2 separate regions of the Zea mays genome follow, and region 1 is linked to region 2. Evidence: chromatin contacts called from public Hi-C data. All regions are on one chromosome and are shown on one strand. The core of a region is the stretch at or near the end of the contact, and the rest is flanking DNA. Distances in the headings are between cores, read along the strand shown.

Region 1 (2,700 bases), core at 167-2,666, 320 kb after region 2:
TCATGCCAATCTAGAACTGTTGAATCGCGTGTATTTTCCCTAGTTTCAACCTCGTGCGATGGAAAATTTGTGACGATAGATTTATTGAATGCACACACTAGCCTCTTATAATGATTTTGCATAACCCTATGATGTGTTGCATTTGTTCTCGCTGCTCGTCTATGTAAGCTTTAAGAGATTGGATTTCATTTGTCTCACTTACCTTGGGGGCAGCTGTAGCAGGTCGGACGGTCTACAACCAAGGGCTAGACGGTCGGCGGCCTGGCGCAGAGGTGAGAGTTCCCTGCTGACGAGCCGGACGGTCCGCGCGTGCACAGGGGCGGCGGCGTTCGCCAACAGCACCTGGATCTCGCTCCTGGGTGGAATCCCGTCGTGGAGGAGAGATTCTAGGGTTTGTGTTGGGATCGGCAGGCTACCCAAGACGTCTCTATAGGACGTAGAGCCGAAAATAGGTGAAGATTAGAGAGAGGAAGCTACGTTACTGTCTACTCCTACGGCAAAAGGTAAAGAACGGAAGATATATTGATTGTAGTTCTATTGTTGGTCATCGCAATCGGCTGTACCCCTTCATATATATAGGAGGAGGTATGTACCTGTTCCTAAGCGTCTCCCAACAGCAACCGCGGGTTTAGAGGGATAAACATGCGCGAAAAGGGATTAGTTACGCCTGATATGATCTAATTGCGGACCGTTCAGTCCTCTGGGCCGAACCGTCCGGCTGTGCCCAGTGGCACAAATGGTGCTCAACACATGCATCCCTGCCTTTTGGAGAAACTGAGCGAACCAAAAGCACTGGTGCAGGCTGGAATCAACTCGATGTGACAACATCAGTTTTAACATCTTGCCACAAATTAAGATGATATTGCTTTAGGAAACAACCATTCAACACCTTGTGCAAGCCTTTACCTTGCGATGTTTGCAACATGTAGGCGTTACGAGTTATTACCTGTGCAATATTTTAAGGACCTTCCCAACTTGACCGTCCACGCTTAAGGCCGGACCGTCCGGTCCTCAGGTCGGATCTTTCGGTCGTGTATAGTACCACAAATGATGCTTAATATTTAAAAATAATATATGACTTATTTTGACAAACATTTCTAACTGGACTAACTCTATTTTACAAGTTCATGACCTGTTTTGAAAGAGCTATCCATTCTAACAAATTAATTTACAGCAGAGAAACTGAAATGATGGGAGAGGAAAGCGGCAGAGCATGGTATGCACAAAACGTTTGCCTCCAACTATAAACGCGGCAACCCGAGAGGCCGCGACTGCCGAGGCAGGGTCTGGGGCCGGTCAGTGTTGTGCCGCCCGTTGAAACCACCACGTAACGTCTCGGACGGCTAGACGCGGTCCACGCTAGCTCCTTGCTATCTCCGTCCTACTCCTCCTCATACTTTACCGCAAAGCGCGCACCACGAATTGCACCTACCCATTTCGCTAATCTCCCTCCACGAGCCGACCAAATCGAATCGAATCGCGCGCAGCGCGCCCGCGCAGCGATTGCCGGCGATGGCGAGCCTCACCCTGCCGCCGGCGCCCCCCAACCCACGGCAGGACGCCATCGACCTCCAAAAGGCCTTCAAAGGTCCGCTACGCCACTAATTTCCCCTCGGCTTCTCGCCCAAATTACGGCTGCCCCACAATTCGTCGGGGTCAGCCGCGCCGTTGTTGTTTGATTCTCGTTTTCGGTCAGATACTGTGGCTGAATGGACAGGAGATTATTCTATGGGGCCGGAAACCGTCGTTGCTATTTGGTTGCCTGGCGGTTACCTTGATTTTCTGCGCATGCGAGTTTGGGGGGTGCGTCGAGGAGCTAGACGATGCTACAACAATTCCCTATTCCAGGGGGGGGGCTAGCTGGACTGGGTTCAGATTGCAGATGGGAAGGTGGTCGAGGAGGGTTATTGTTATTAGAGGCTTATATAGGCCATTGGAAATTTCCTGTGGTTGCTAGGTCAGTAATTGGGTAGCGATTGATCTGGATACAGTGATGGAAATTACGGTGATTATGACATCTTTTGTTTTATCTGACTATAATTTGGGGTCAAGCATGTAGTGGAGTAATACAAGGGAAACTCACCTGCAATTCTGGACGGTGTAGGTGCTATAGATTCCACATGTGTACCTGATAACTAAATTAGTGTACAGTGAACCGAGGGAAATGCATGGGTAACTATAAGTTTCACATACGGTGACTGAGGAAAATGTATAATAACTGTAAGGTACACACATATATATTAGAATTTATTTTTAATGAAAGTATGGTGGTCTTTTGTATGCTCTAACATGTGTGATTAAAGAATTCTGTGGTTAGCTGATATGCAAGTTGATGCATTTGTTAATTATTTTATTGTTTGGTTTATTTCTATTTTGTTACGCATTTCCTTTCCATAAACATTCCAATTTGCTCACAATACCTTAAGAGTGCTGTGCACCAACTGCCATAAAAAGGCCAAAAGACAGGTCAACTGCTTCTAGCCTTCCAGGAACTTATTAATAATCCCTCTGCTTTTTTTATTTAGTGTTTCTGACTTTTCATGGCTTAGATATGCGACTTTGACCATTACTTGTAACTTTATATCACTAAAATGTTGTAATTCTATATGTGTTTCTTGGGATGGTCTGTAACTATTAATTCAATGTGTTTTTTTTCTTGTATTTTTATCACAAAACAATTTATGATCTGATATTTTTCAT
Region 2 (2,700 bases), core at 55-2,554:
AACAGCTGCCGTAGGTAAGCACGTACGTGTACGTATCAATCCATCAGAGTGACATACAGGAGAGGGTAGGGGTGATGATGCAATGATGACCCACCCACCCACCAACCCACCTGCTGGGCGTGGTGCAGGAGGAGGTGGGAGTAATGCGGGTTGGAGCGGCGGAAGACGATGGAGGCCGCGGCGAGCGCGGCGGCGGTCTCGCCGGCCAGGTCGGAGCCCGGGCTGTCCTTGTCGATGCGGTACGCCTGCCGCGACGTCGTCATGTCCTCCGGCCGCTGCCAGCAGTAGTGGTCCGTGTCGCCGTCGCCCACCTGTCAGCCACGCGCGAGCGACTGTTAATGACCTGGCCCTGGCCGTCGTCATTCATTCATACATATAAGCATGGATGACGACGGATCCATCGATCGCGTCGCTTCCTAGCAGTAGCAGCTGGCTGGAGCCTGGCAGGCAGTCAGGCAGCAGTAAATTTCAGCTCGGCCCGATCCATCCACTCCATATCCATGTGTGGTGCAGTGGGGCGACGCACGCACGCACGCCTAGGCGCCTAGCTAGCGTACGTGGCAGCAGCAGGTAGAGAATAGAAGGAGGAAGAAACCCCAAGAAAGAAAAGACGCACGCTGTATGTACCTCTGCCCAGTAGACGAATGGCTCGGTGTGCGCCTTGACGAAGTAGTCGGTGCCCCACTTGATGGCCTCGAGCGCGTGGCCCCACTCGCCGGCGGCCGCGACGTCGTCGGCGAAGTCGATGGCGCCCCAGGAGAGCATGGTGACGGTGAAGGCCATGGGCAGGCCGAACTTGACGTGGTCCCCGGCGTCGTAGTAGCCGCCGACCAGGTCCACGCCCTGCTGCAGCCCGTCGGTGAGGCCCGAGTGGCCCCGCCACGGCACGCGCTGGTTGTGCGGCAGCCGCCCCGACCGCTGCGCCTCGAAGTAGAGCAGGCTCTTGGACAGCGCAGCGCCGTAGTCCACCGCCTCCTCGTCCCCTGCCTCTGCCTCCACGGCCGCGGCGGGGCACGCTGCCAGCAGCACGGCGGACGCCAGGAGGAGGAGGACCTCGAGCGCGCCGGCGCGGGTGCCGCTGCCTGGAACCGGCCGGCGTGCGCGGCCCCGGCTCATGGCCAGTGCGCGCGCACCGCGCCTCGTCGCTCACTGCCGCGCGTACGCACACAGAGTATTTGGTTTTGGGGGACCCGGTTTCCCTCGCAGTCTGGCTGTCTGTATGTCGATGCTTTGTTCGACGCGGTGCTTGGGTTGGGACGGGACGGGAGGGGCTCTCGGTGTTCGGGGTTTCCTCTCTGTCCTGTCCTCTTTTATTGTTGCGTTGCGTCTCTAGGACGGATGCCGGATGTGGGGGGGGGGGGGGGGGGGGGGGGGGGGGGGGGGGGGGCGTCTGCGCTCTGCGGGCGGTCAGCCACTGGCGATCTGCCTGCGGGGGGCTCTCTCGCGCTCTCCGCTTTCCAGGTGTGCGAGAAATGATCGGCGCACCCTCTCCTGCCCGCCCCGCGACATGTACGCGTGCTCCGGCAGGGGTGCGGACTTGGCGTGTCGCCCCGCCGGCTGGTTGGGTTCTCAGTTCGAACAGTGGCTGCGGCGGGTGGTTGGGCAGGCGAGCTGCCGATCGACGACGGGCTACGCTGGTGCCTTGCCTGATGAAGTGATGGGTGAGTGGGCGATCGATTGACAGTTTCGGCTTGTTGGTGGCGGCATTAATGCGAGTGGCAAGGGCGACGGAACGACCGAGCCGAGGCGGTGCAGCGCAGTGGGTTTGACCTGACCGGCTCAATGCTGGCTGTGAAATCCTTGGGAGGGACCAGACTTGAATGATTCTCGGGTGACGTCGGGTGGGGACTGCGGAGCGGGTACGGCCGGAGAGAATGGACTGCATGCGTCGATCGCTGTGTACTACGACGTTGCTCGGCGGGGCGGCGGGCCTGGACCGGCGCCGCGCAGCCGGATCCGATGAACTCCGTGACGTTACTGGGCCGTGACAGCAAGCGTGCCGTTTTGCCGCCGAGAGACATCCTACACTCAAGTGATCAATGTTGACTGCCACTGCGTTTCCGTTTCTGGAGTCGTTGCGTCAAAAAGGCATGCGACCGAATAAGGGCACGCGGACGCGCAGAAGCGGACGAAAAGAGTGGCTGGAACAGCGGCCACTATGGCGACATGACCAACCGCTTGTGCGTAGACGCTACCCTGTAGCTTTGCCGTGTCCTTATTTACCCTACCGGGGGCCGGGCGTCGGTGGGACGGGTGGCGAAGCGAGAACGAGCAACTCTTTCACCAAACGGAGCTAGCTCTTTCGCCAAACGGAAGCTACTACCGGTCGATCCATCTATACCAGAACCAGAGTACCAGACCACCAGGGACGTCCGTGCGTGTCCATGTCTCTCGGCGGGGCGCGCGGCAGTATGCATGAACCGCCGACGTTTTGAGCCCCGGCCGGCGCGTACGTGCACGCGGTGACTCGAGGAAATCAAGCGTTGGCGATCCATGCATCCGGTGCGCGTCCGATGGGAGTGGGACACATTAATAACTGGCATGCATGTCCCTCTCCATGCCTCCGCCACGCGCCGCGTCGGCGTCGCTTCCGTTTGCGGCCGCCGGCCGGTGCGTCTAGCTAGTGCTGCACACCGGAGGACCAGTGGCGAGCACGCTTTAGATTTGCCAGCCGCCCGCCCGCCCGCCCGGCCGGCCTGG

What was found. A called contact is a pair of places that touch in the nucleus more often than the background predicts.
Region 1: a contact with region 2 is called in a Hi-C map of bundle sheath, with 3 times the contacts expected there. The contact joins the promoter of LOC100193535 here to the promoter of LOC103632707 in region 2. A contact is called at or near these places in 2 of 25 Hi-C or Micro-C datasets (bundle sheath and tassel).

The regions. Positions count from the first base shown.
Region 1 is chr7:111,654,366-111,657,065 of Zm-B73-REFERENCE-NAM-5.0, forward strand. LOC100193535 (Annexin D5) reads left to right here and starts at 1,417. Exons shown (of 7, transcript NM_001138646.2): 1 at 1,417-1,588. The coding sequence starts at 1,513.
Region 2 is chr7:111,338,889-111,341,588 of Zm-B73-REFERENCE-NAM-5.0, forward strand. LOC103632707 (endoglucanase 22) reads right to left here and starts at 1,305. Exons shown (of 4, transcript XM_008654451.4): 1 at 628-1,305; 2 at 111-311; 3 at 1-5. The coding sequence starts at 1,116.